Linked DNA regions of Mus musculus: region 2 is linked to region 1. A link is a contact called in public Hi-C data. All regions are on one chromosome and are shown on one strand. Each heading gives the region's core, a stretch centred on a gene start, on an enhancer-like site or on the middle of the called end of the contact. The rest is flanking DNA. Distances are from core to core; before and after follow the strand shown.

Region 1 (6,667 bases), core at 1,811-4,310:
GTTGATACAGTAAGGAGCAAATTTAATTTCAAATATATTTATAGTCATAGTTATTTCCATAACAGCATCTGCTAGGGCAGTGGTCTTCCACCTGTGGGTCTCAACCTCTCTGGGATCATATGTCAGACATCCTGCATATCAGTTATTTACATTACAATTCATGACAGTAGCAAAGTTACAGTTCTGAAATAGAAAGGAAAATAATTTTCTGGTTGGGGAATCATCACTGTTGGCATTCAGACTTGGGAAGAACAGCTGAGGTGCATATTTACGTACCAAAGAGGACCTGGCCTCCAGGTTCTCCCAGCGTCGGGTCCCTCAGTCCCTACCTATTTGTTACAGGATATGCTGGCATACCCCACCCTCTGTCCTGAATTTTACACCCCAGGGGCTGGGCTTCTCCCCACTCCCCAGAGACATTTTGGTGGCTGCCTCTCTCTTCTCCATCTGTGAGCACGCTTTCTCTCTTTCTCTTTTCCTTCCCCTGTCTCCCTCTGCATGGCTTCACTCAGCCCCTCCTGTGTGGTCAGTGAACTTGCCTGAGAGGTGCCCCAAATAAACCTGCCTTTATACTTTAATTTGGCTTGAATTGGCTCACTTATCAACCACAAAAGGAGGAACTGAATTATGGGATTGCAGCCTTGGAAATGTCGAGAACCACTGTGCTGGGGCCTGGTACTCAGTGGGTAGGACTACACACGATCTCATCCCTTGTCTGCAATATCATGATGGAGCTGCAAACGGGGGTGGGGGGAAGGGACAGGTCCATCGACTAGTTATGAATGCAGAACTTGGAAAAACCAATACTACCTCTGAAATAGGCAGTTGAAAGAAGACTCAGGTAAACATCACTGACATAGGTGAAGGCTCAGTCACTTCCCTGAAAGACACCACATCTCACTATGATGTCTTGGCAAACCCTGGCTAGCAAAGTCACATTGCCACCATAAAAATATTCTGAGTCTGATGTAATCCACATGAGCCTGACACACAACTGAGTGGGGATAACCAGATTATAAGACAAATATATATATATATATATATATATGTATATATATATATATGTAAATATATATATATATTTCTATACATAATTATGGGTATATGTATATATTCCCTTGCATAATTATGGACACACACACACACACATGAGCTTGAGGTACATTCCTTATACTGTTCACCTCCCTACCCCTGCATCCCAGAGCCTGTTTTTTCTTCTGAAGCAGCCAAGTGTACTCTTTCCCTGCCAGGCTTAGCAGTGGGCCATGGTTCCTTCCAATCAGAGTGGATGATATGAGCCAAGGCCAACTGACACCCCAGTAGCTTTCAGGGACCAGAGGTTTTATATATATATACATATATATGTGTATATATATATATACACACACATACATACATACATACATACATATGAATTAAAGAGATTATATTTCCCTTCTGTTAGGGAAGAGAATGCACACACCTTTGAATACTTCAGGAGTTTGTGCTCTGGACAGAGTGGAAACTCCCCAGCAGAGAAACAGGTGTTTGCCCAGGACATAGGTCCCTACCAGGGAGCGGTCAGCCAGGCGGGGCTGTGCCCAGCTTCGCGGACACTGCACAGGGCCCAGGCAGTGTTCATCATCCCCTTTCGATTTGCTTTTCTTACTACAGTATCTGCCTGGGTAGAGTACCAACAAATAGCAAACGGGTTGCTCTCCTACTATTTCCTCTTACTTGACTTCCCTTTCTGAGGCTGAAGAACAGTTGAAGGGCGGCCCCTTGGTCCTCCATCCCAGGCTCCAGAAGTCCTCTGCCCCACGGGTTCCCAGTTGTATCTACAGTCTATTCACTTGTGTAATGAATACAGCCAGGGTCTGAAAGCCAAGTTAACAGTGAGGCCAATAAGCCCCTTCCCCAGGCGACTGCACTGTCTACCCGTGGAGGAGGTCCGCCTTTCTCCTGTGATCATTCTCAGACTTCTGAGTTCCCCAATGGGTGAGGAGCCGAACATTCTGGAAGGGGAGCTGCTCACCTCTTCTTCAAATCATACTCATAGTCTCTGCAGCTGCATATGGTGACACCTAGTGGCGGCAATTAGCACAGAAGGAGAGAGATGCTTGAAGCCATTGACCCACCTAACATCACCAGCCTGTCTTATTGGATCTTAGTCCACCTTCCTTACGACAGACATCGTCCTCAAAAGGCTGAATGACTACTGCGGGGTTTCTTACTGCCTTTTACATCTGATAACCATACTGTGATACGGCTGCACAATAAAATTAGATCTTCAAAGAAATCTCCTTGAGTCTAACTTTTTCATTACAAGGGACGATGCAGTACGCAGAAATCACAGAAATGTCTTCCAAAGATGCCCCACCGCAGCCTCCTAACCTCTGGGAAGCATCACCCCTGGCTGACATCAGTCATCAGAAGTGAACTTCAACCTGGAACCATCCGGGTGGGCCTCCAAAGACAGACAGTGCCCTCTGCCGGGGAAAGACATGCAAGGCCCCGGGGCAGCGGGGAGGGGAGGGGAGGGGTGGGGAGGGGAGGGGGGCGGGGCAGCGGGGCGGCGGGGGTGGCCGATTTGGTATGCCCCTGTGCTGTCATGGTGAAGGTGCCATGAGAGAAGGAAGAAATGCCTCTCAGATACCAAACAGTACTTTCTCAAACTAGTTTGTATTGAAGGGGCAAGCCCCAGAGTGGTGGTGTTTTGAGATGGGGCCTGTGGAGGGTCACTAGGATTAGATGACGTCATGGGGTGGAGCCCGGGGTCTCAGAATTACTGCCCTCAGAAAGAAGAGCCTGCAGGAATCTTCTTCTACATGTTTCTCTCTGTGTTACGTGACTAGACAGTGACACAGTCGTCATCTACCTTGATAATACCTAACTAGGCTGGCACACTTCAGAGTGGCCAGAAAATAATTGTTTATTGTGTAAGACACGTAGCCCGCGGTTGATACTTGGTTACAACATCCAAAGTGATAGCCAATAACAGGAACCACCTCTTGTAAGTACTGGCAGTACTTGGTGTGAGCCAGGAAACAGCCTTCCCAGAGCCTCTAGGGAAGAGTTCAGGTTGGTCAAGGCCTTGGTTCTGACCTTGAGCAAAGGGTCAGGCTTCCCACTGTGTGAGTACACAGTGTTGCCCAACGGTAGAAAAGCAGTACAGGCGGTTATCAAATTACACACACAAACACACACACACACCACTTTTCCCTGGTGCTAACCTCAGCTCTCTGTTGCATCCTCTCCTTCCTAGTTATTCCAGGGCCTGCCCACTCACCCACCTCGAGCCTTCCCTGCCTTTCATCTGGACTTCATTCAGTCTCCTCAGTGGAGTCCTGCCCTTTTCTCCAAACATAGGCAATTCTGCCAGACCTTCTCCATACCATAGAAGACAGAGTTCTGTACTCTAGAAAGATATTTCTAGCAAGGACATGCTCACTAGCCCGGGGTACTAGGCATTTGTTTGTGTGTTTGTTTAGTTTTTTTTGGTTTTATTTATTTTTCTCCATTCTAGCTATATTATTTGAGGAAATTTTATCCTGCTATTATTAGGTAAGACGCTCTTTCCTCTGTGATATGGCATTTATGGCCAGAGTGGTTGGCAGCACAGATGTCACAAAGCATCTCCGCTTGCATCTCCATTGCAATATTGACTTACATTACCCTTGTATCAGGAAGAAGAATTTACTCATCTACTGGAATCTGAGACTGTCTGAGTGACTTGTTATTGTAGGGCATGGGGACTGTGCCACCAGAGGAACTAGCATGGAACACGTGAGGTTGGGCATGTCCAAACTCCAGAAATCTCAAAAGCTGAGATTAGAATCTCACCCTGAGACCAGCAGGAGTGTGGTAGCTCCCTCCCTGTTCCATGTTTGCCTGGGAGCAAGGAACCAGGCAAGCCTCAACCAGGTGATCACAAGTAATCAGTCAAATCGCTCAGCGCCTGAACTCTTCCACGTGCAGATGAGGCATCTCAGTACCCGTAGCCTTCAGCCAATGACCTTTTTCTTCCCTGGATATTCTCACACCTTTCTCCAAACTATATAACCCTCGGTTCACCCTGAATGGAGTGTATGTGTTCAAACCTACCCCCATAAAGAAATATGAGCAAGCTAAGACTGTCTTAGAGAGCTGCTTCATTAAAGATCATCAGAGAAGGCCTTCTCTTTCCTCTCACAGAGAGATGACTTTAGCACTGGGAAGAAGCGATGTGTCCCGGGCACTCATTCCCAACCAGACTGGGATCCTGCTCAACCTAGACTGCCTCCCCCACCAGCCTAGCTGAGAGTGGCATCTGACCTGCTAGAGGCAGAGGGGGACTGCAGACCCCACCCCTTGGGACTTACACAAGCGGCACCATAGCCATAACTAATGGGACACAAGCAAAGGCCACGTTAGGGCAGAACAACTTTTTCTCTTGCTTCTGGCAACCTTGGTCACTCCATGGACAAATCAGTTCAGCATCATGAGGTTAGATATCTATGGAGACAGCCCTGATGCCTTCATTGCATGCTGAGGTTTCAAGAATGTGAAAAACAGCTTTATGTCCAAGCCAAGGTCACGCGTGCATGCACACACGCGCGCACACACACACACTCATACACAATACACACCTACTCAAACACATACACAACACACACTCATACATATACACAACACACACATTCTCACACACACACTCATACAATACACATATATGCAAGCACTCACATACACAGACACATTCATGCACACATATTTACTCATACACCTATACACAACACATACTCTTACACAAACAACACACATACACGCACAAACATACACTCACATACACACACAAGTATGGGATCGTGGTACTGTGGAGACAGAAGCAATTACTGCCGAGACCTGGGACTCACAAGTCAGACTGCATTTGAACCTGGAGTTCATTTTCACACCACTTAGTCCAAAATACATAAGGCCTTAGATTTGGTTTTGAGTGACTCTTGACTGAGAAGGTCCTCAAGTAGTGTCCTGATAGAGGGACACTGCTTTGTTTTGGCTGCAAAGAATCCCCATAAAAAAATCCTAAAGAAAATATTTGATGAAAAAAGTTGAATCTACCCCCAAGGAGTTAACAAGCTAACAAGGAGTTAACATTCAAGGAAATGTGGGATATAAAGAGTAACTTTTAGAGGTGCTAGAAAAGTGATGAAAACTTCATGTTTTGATTTTTGTTTTTCTTTTGTTTTTGTTTTGGTTTGTTTTGGTTTGGTTTTTTGAGACAAGGTTTCTCTATGTAGTCCTGGCTGTCCTGGAACTCACTCTGTAGACCAAGCTGGCCTTAAACTCACAGAGTTTCTCCTGCCTCTGCCTCCCAAGTCCTGGGATTAAAGGTGTCCTTACAGAGCACCTGTGTTACCCAGCACCCATGTGACAGCTCACAACCGTCTGAAACGCTAGTTCCAGGAAATCTGCTGCCCTCTTCTGGCTTTCACGGGTACTGCGCACAGGTAGTGCACATACATACATGAGGGCAAGTAATTTTTAAAACTATAATATGGAGCTGGAGAGATGGCTCAGTGATTAAGAACACTGACTGTTCTTCCAGACATCCTGAGTTCAATTCCCAGCAACTAGATGGTGGCTCATAACCATCAGTAATAATATCTGGGGCTCTCTACTGGTGTGCAGGCATACATGCAGATAAAGCACTCATATATTAAATAAATAAATCTTTTTTAAAAGTATAATATGTAGACAAAAAAAGAGCAGAAATAGACTTTCCTCCAAAGGTACTCAATGACAGAATTAAGAAATAGAGACTATAAAATAACAATAACTAGAAGACATGTTTTAAAGGGTATGGCCCAAACCAAAAAATATTAGGAGTATACAACTATATTAAAGAAAAAGAGATATAAAAGTTTTATGTAAGGAAAATCTAGTCTTTGAAATCAGAAATAAACAGATGGTCTGAAAGGCAAATTCAACAGATCTCAAAGAAAGGATTGGTTGAGCTGAAATATATTATCTGAAGAAGTGACCCTGAATCTAGCCTAGAGAGAAGAGAGAAAGGAGAAGTGACCTTGCTAAGAGACAAGGCAGCTAGACCCGGGAAATCCTGACACGTTGACTAATTATGGTTCTGGGAGAGCTGGAATGACATTTGAGTTGTTACTTGCGAATTCTCCCAACTGTGCCCATCAATTAAACTGAATCATGAGCAGAGGAAATCCTTGCTGAGAAAGAAATAGAAAAAGAGACAGACAGACGTGCTGCCTGAGAGCGGGTAAAGGCTTGTTGCTAAGAGAAGATCCAAAGAGACAGTTTTTGAGGGGGACCTGGGGCCTTTTTATTATCTTTTTTTTTCTTGGATAAAGAATATTAATGGCTGGAACTAATAAGAGAAAAGACCGAAGAGCTGGGCACAGCAAATGATCTACAGACTGCTGGCTAAAACCACAGAGCTAACCATTTGTTGACAACATTCAAGGTATTTTCACATTCCTTTTATTTACATTATGTCACTATAAATGCTTGTGCATATATCTTTGTGCATATAGCTATTTTTGTAAGGAAAAAAAAAATCCTAAAATGACCAACAAAGAATGACTAACAAAGAATGACTGGTCCAAAAGTGTGTGTATTTTGAGGATTCTTAATGTATATTGACATTTTTTCTCTTTCTTTTTCCATCTGGACCGTTTAT
Region 2 (6,667 bases), core at 2,611-5,110, 350 kb before region 1:
AACAAGCAGGGTCCTAGTAAAAAATAAGTTAGATCCTTAACCAGTACTGTGTATAAGTAAAATTTCAGATGGACAGAGGAGGAACATGTTCTAGAATATAGACACGATGACATAACCTTGGGGTGCGAAAGACCTTTCTGATGTCCATCAAAGGCATGGTTTGAAGATAAAAGAAGCTCTATGAGGCAGGGCTACATTTGTACAGACTTAACCTTTATTATCTACAGATTCCGGTAAATAATGTCAAAAGCCATTGTTCTAACATATAGGAAAGTAGCATTTGATAAGCTAAATTTCCAGCTGAGGACTAACACACTGGGTAGTCAAGAGGCAATTCTTAGGTAAACTGTGACGCATCTCTGTGCACAAGTGTAAGCTGCCGGGCATTGAAATGTCACACACATACACACACAAATAATCCCATAGGGTGAGAAACAATTTATTATGAAAAAAAAAAAAACTGCCAGCAAAAACTTGGTATGGTTTATATCACATTCCTGGTTTTACACAAGAGGTGAAAATTTTAAAGATGTAGTCTGAATGTGCTGGCACCTGCCTTTAATGCTGGCACCTGGGAGACAGAGGCAGGCTGATCTCTCTGAGTTCCTGGCCAGTGAAGACGACCTAGTAAGACTGTCTTAGAAATGAAATGAGCAAGCAAGTGAGGAAACAAGCAAAAAACTTTGTGCTAGGTGATGGCACTAGCCACCAAGCCTTATGGCCCTAGTTTGATCCTGGAACCAAAATGGTGACGGGAGAGAAACGACCCCTGACACTTGTCCTCTGACCTCACACATGTGCATAAACACACAAAATTAATAGAGGATTTAAAGATTTTCTTCTATATAAGACCAAATGTTAGAAATTATTTTTAGTTGGAGGAATACAGGAGCCTACCCTTATTCCTCACCCCCCAACCTCCAATCTCCCCGACCCCTCCTTTAATGTTTCAATGTGTATCTTTGCTAATTAGGAAAAAATGATACTTTTCACAAGCTGGAGCCTCATTTTCATAAGAGGAGCCAGTTTGGGGTGTATCACCAACTAAATTTGGGACAGCTGGAACATCGTAAAGAACAATGAGAGGACGGGATACAGTGCTTCATGCCTGGAATCCCAGTGATTGGGAGACAGAGGCAGGAGGATTAGCCATGACTATGAGGCCATCCTGGTCTGCATAGTGAATTTTTAAGCCTGTTAGAGCTACTGTAGCAAGCAAGCAAGCTGAAGTATAGGGTGGTCTGGGTATGGTAGTGCATGCCTGCAACCCCAGCACTTGAGAAGCTGAGGCAAAAGTAGTTTGAGCTACATAGCAATGAACAAATAAACAAATAAGATGAAGACGATGAAAAGAGAAGTGAGGAGGCTCTTATTAAGACATGACAAGAGTTTCAAATGAGAAACATAAGACTTGCGGGACCTTGAGGTCATATGCACAGGGAAGACTGCTGGAAGCCAGGGCAGTCACATGGTCCCGGGTTCACACATTAGCATCATCACTAAGCCAGTCAATGAGCTTATCTCACAGTGGAAGACTCCATGACCCCGACTTTTAGCCAAGTGTCTGCATGGGCACAGTGGGTGGGTGTCACATGAGATCAGGAACAACATCTCTCCTCCATAACACCCTCCCAACAAGGTTTAGTCTGGACCCAATCCTGAGCAAACAACCGGAGACTCATCTGGACTCTTCCGGGGAGCAGGGGGAGAGAGAGAGAGAGACAGAGACAGACAGACATGGGGACAGTTTTAGATGAAAGACACCAAACGCATGTAATTACCAAAGATAGCACTTGGAATGAATGAAGATCGTTTGGGGAACTGTAAGAGAAATTTTTAAATATTTAAATATAAAATCAATTAAAGTAATTTCAAATTTGAGACTGTGAGAAAATTTTGAAATCTTTATGACATGAACTCAAACATCGTGTTCACCTAGAAGAATGTTGGCAGGAACCCAGGAGTAAAGAGCCTTGAATAGAAGAGACAGAATAATTGAGACCAAATATGACAATCTAGTGACTGCAGACAGAGGGAAAGCAGTGTACATTGTTCTGCATCTTCCCCATTTGTATATAAATTTCAACATTTTCTAAATAGAAGTTGTGGGCAGAAAAAAAAAAAAGGTAAAGGTGCAACCTAAAGAAGGGAAAAGCAGAGGAAATGAAGTGTAACATACGGTGGCCAGAGAGGATGTGTGGATCTTTTTAACTCCTGACCCAAACAATTCAGTTCTAGGGAGAGCTTACTGAGATGATGTTTGCTGTGCAGGACTATGGTGGGTAATCGCCCAAGCTGGGTCCTGAATAGGGATCTACCAACACATGTCTGAAAATGTAAAGTCAGGGGTACAAGGGAGACTTCCTAGCCAGCAGGTCCTCAGCTGACAGATACCCACCATGCCATAGTTCTGATCGTATTGAGAGTAAGTTATGAAATACGAATTAGCACTGGAGTCCCTCTCGTAATTTTAGTGAATTGGGAGAAGGGCAGCGGAGGAGGGGAAGCTACGTGGAAGTCATTGTCTATTTTCTTTCCATTCTTCTGTTTTTTCATTTGCTCAATTGCCCTAACCCATGAGGTTCCTGACCACCATAGAGAAGGTTAGCGCTGAGGCACATGCCTCATCCCTGATGCTGGTGCAATGGTATTTATTGCTCACACTTAAGTTTTACAGTTGAAATACTGTCACTTAATCACCTCTGCTTCGCTAGTGTTTCTACTGTCTTGAATTTTCAAGATGTTGCTATGGCCTTTGGTGCTAATTTGACATCCAGGTACAAGTAAGAAAAAAAAAATTAAAGCGACAGACCAAAGGAAAAAGCAGACTGTCACCACACTGGTGATGTGCACTCTGCTAGTTTGCAGGGAGGACTGTGGAGCCCATGGTCACATGTGTCTCAGGAATGGAGAGCCCATAAGGCCCGGTGGTGGGCCTGAGCGGTTTTACTCTGAGTAAAACATCGAAGTCAGAAAGGCCAGCAATGTTCTGTTTTGTGTGTTGTCTAGAAGGGACTAAGAAGCGAATAAAGTGTGCAGCAAACAGCATGTCTTGAAGTCCACCTGGAGAAAACCTTAAAAACATAAATTTCTGTCCATAGCGTAAGCCACCAAGAGCCAAAAATGAGTCCGTAAGGATTACACATGGAAAGAGAAACATCTCTGAAAAGGCTCAACAAACCAGACCCAGTCTAGAAGGGACAGTAGATGGGGAGTACAGAAGAAAATAAGCCTTGGTTTCAACAGTCAGTCACTTAGCACACAGGAGAGAGGCAGGGGAAATGACTTCCATTTGAATGATAGATTTTATTAGAACAAGTCATATTTATGAAATAACCCGACACTTGAGAGTGTTGACCAATTATCACTCAGCAAAATTTAAAATACCCATCTTTGAAATGGCTTCTCGAACTATGCCCTCAGTCTTCGGGGCTTCTGTCACTGTTTGTGTTGGAGATCGGGGCTTGGTTGTGGGGTTTGACCTTTTCAGCTGTGTGGTCAAGCTCAGTGAACCTTCTCTGTGGAGACCAAACCTTTGTCCTCCTCTACCCTCTGGTGACTTCTCCCATCTCCCACCACTCTCTATACCCATGGGTGACTGAGCATTGCCATATTTCCTGTGTTCCCAATTCCTTCAAGAACTTGAAACTGATTTCTATCATGCCAGTTCACGAGAGGAGACTAATTTACTTTGCCTGACGCAGTATGGTGTCCACTCCTGCCCTCCTGCCCAGGGGCCTGGAGACTCAGAGCCAGTCAAAGCCAGCCCACCAGAAGCTCACAGGAGGCTTATCTAGACTCTGCACCCTGTGTGTGTGAAGGACACCCAGCAAGATCAGAACTCTTGGGCTGACTCAGTTGACACTGTGACTCCCAAGCCAGTTTCCTCCCCCTTCCATAAACAGACTTTCTGTATGTGAGAACTGCCATGAACTGTTCTTAGTGTCTTTACCATAAACCTGTCCACTTAGATGATCTGCGGCATGGTTTCCATGGTTTGTGGTCACACTTTGGATTGGTTCCAGCTTGCCAAATTCCTCTTAAAACTTTGCGTGCAGCATTTCTGATGACTTACTGCAACAAAACGGTCTGTGCTTTTATTTATTCACTCAGGGTGTGTCGCTCCTGCCTTCTCTTATCCCCTTTCACAAGAGGTAAAAGTTCTTCAACCCTCAAGGTCCAAGTCAAATGTTATCTCTTTTGCAATGTCTCGCTTATCAAACTGTTAATGTTTCTGGCCCAAATTGTTTGTGTTTTGTCAGTACAGCTTGTCCTACGTGGGTCACACAAACTGCAGGAGGACCGGTCCCTTAGCCAGGGAATCCAGTTTTGAAAAACTTTAGGTTTTGTGCCTTAACACTTTGTGTAACACTTGGTGTCTGGAAATCAGGGTTTAATAAGTTGGCTAATTGCTCCTAGTCCTTTGATATGGAAATTTTTATCTCCGAGCTGAAGAGATGGATCATCTGGCAACCTCTTGGTTGCCAGCACCCACAAGGTGGTGTGCAACTGCCTATAATTCCAGCTCCAGGAGATCTGATGGCCCTCTTCTGGACTCCATGGGTCCATGTGCAGATAGTGCACAAATAGATAAACAATAAAATGAAATATATGCCTACTTGTTCTCACAAGTCTACCAAGGACAGTCAGGTTGCTGTTAAAAATCAAGGTGGCCCCGTGTGCCACCACAGACTGTAACAAAATGCATTTACTTTGTCGTTTTTTTCCCCAACTCTGCTGTCAGGCCCTCTGAAGAATGCAGGTAGAGATGCTTGTTTTCTGTCTCTGGATTGTGTATGTACTGACATGTCAGAGCGGAAGCTCTTACCCTTTGCCCTCTCACATCCACTGCAACTCCTAGAAAGCCCCCACGCTCATGTGTACTAAGCCTGGGTCCTGCTGGCAGGCTGGGCTGGGTAAGTTACTACTGACCCTCAGGTTTGCTGAGCACCTCACCGTTTACAAAGTGCTGTCCCTCCAGTCCTTCGCATTGTCCTCCGTGTCTTAGAGTTGAGAAGACAAGCTCAGACAGATGGGTTCATGGTGGCTGCAGTGGAGGCTTGAGGGTGTAGCCCAGCTCTTCAGCTCCATATTCTTGCTGAGTTAAAATAACCCACCTCTAGCGCTGCTGAGAGCAGAAGCTAACAGGGCATTCGCGGTGTCTCCACCTGCTCTGCTCTTTGTCTTCCTGCCCGTTTCACTTTCCACACAGCTGTAGGGGTGGATTCCACTCAGCGGCAGAATCTGTTGGGATGCAGGGCATGCATCGCCAGATATTAAGTTTCTCTGGTTTGGGTTTTTTGGGTTTTGTTTTTGTTTATTACAAGGAGGCTGTTTGGTACCGACTCAGTCACTATCTGATTTGATAGTGCCTGCTCAGATATGATGTAACCCCAAACTGAAGCATCTCTTTTGAGATTCTTTCCTGCAGATCTTAACTCCCCTCTCTATTTGGCATAGAGGCGCTCTCTGTGATGTGACTTGTTTTCTGTGACATTTTCATATTTCGGTCGGCCAAGAGTGGTAGGGTTAAAGCACAGGGGCACCGTTGGGTTCACCTCTCTCCTTCTCTTGTGCTTTTTTCCTGCTGGTTTAGGTATTGTTAGAACTCAGAGGGTAGCTCACACACATCTCCTTTATCCACATTTCATACCTCAGCAAGAACTAGTTGCTCAGATGGGTCCTTACAGAGATCAGAGCTCCGAGGAATGGGACCCAGGACAGGTAAGAGTTTAGGGGCCAAGGGAAGGGCTGCAGTGTGGGGGCATGGTGCCCAACGGGAGGTGTGGGAGGGCACTGCTGTCTCAGAGAGGAGTGGCCCTGGTAACTGATGTCCGCCAGGAAACAGTCACCATGCCTTCGACTTAGCCTCGGAGTTTTAGTCGATTCTGGTTGCTGCAGGAGGCAGTGGCCGTGACCAGTGACCTCTCACTTTTAAGAGTTGGCAACTCGCACAGCGGCCTCTCGGCCTCCTGTTGAGGAGTGATGACTTCCGGAGATAATTGGTTCTCCTTTTAAGTGAAGTTGAAAATTCAAAATGTGGAGATCTTAGAATTATTTTCTGCTGCTAAAGATGGAAAGAACTGTTGGTGACGGGAGGATCCCTTTTCTGTTTCTCCACTTTGCAGACAGCTGCAGCACGACTACCCCAGAGCCCTGATTTTCAGCACCGATGACTTTTTCTTCAAGGAAGATGGCACCTATGAGTTCAACCCCAACCTCTTGGAGGAAGCTCATGAGTGGAACCAGAGAAGAGGTGACAAATTCCTCTCCAAACACGGGGAGGGGGCAGAGTCTTATGCATGTAAATTGTAGCAGCTTCAAAATGAATACATTTCCTGGAAGGAGCTTTAACCAAAAGCCTTGATGCTTTTCTACCCTGCAGAATGGCAGGACTTAACCCCTGTAGATGCCAGCAAACGGAACCCCCTGATAATGGCTCAGCACTAGGTAGCATTTAACTGTGTGAGGAGGGCCTCCTGTAATGACAGTAACAATAATGTGGATGATGCTTGACTGCTGCATGTTGTTCACCATTGTGTTGCATTGTGTTACAGCAAGGAAAGCAATGAGGAATGGCATATCCCCCATTATTATTGATAACACCAACCTGCACGCCTGGGAAATGAAGCCCTATGCAGTCATGGTAGGGAGAAGTATCATTCTG

The links. A called contact is a pair of places that touch in the nucleus more often than the background predicts.
Region 2: a contact with region 1 is called in a Hi-C map of liver, with 2.7 times the contacts expected there. The contact joins two enhancer-like sites. A contact is called at or near these places in 2 of 484 Hi-C or Micro-C datasets (liver and nephron progenitors).

What each region holds. Positions count from the first base shown.
Region 1 is chr5:150,228,749-150,235,415 of GRCm38.p6, reverse strand. It overlaps a transcript of Fry not described here. Among named protein-coding and RNA genes, the nearest start is that of Fry, 28 kb to the left of the region's middle. Within about 2 kb of position 3,060, at least 46 of the 459 cell types and tissues checked have an H3K27ac peak or open chromatin away from gene starts, as enhancers often do. A contact at or near this core is called in liver, where this site is marked.
Region 2 is chr5:150,576,229-150,582,895 of GRCm38.p6, reverse strand. It overlaps N4bp2l1 (NEDD4 binding protein 2-like 1), which reads left to right. Exons shown (of 5, transcript NM_133898.4): 2 at 6,129-6,256; 3 at 6,558-6,646. Among named protein-coding and RNA genes, the nearest start is that of N4bp2l1, 15 kb to the left of the region's middle. Within about 2 kb of position 3,860, at least 42 of the 459 cell types and tissues checked have an H3K27ac peak or open chromatin away from gene starts, as enhancers often do. A contact at or near this core is called in liver, where this site is marked.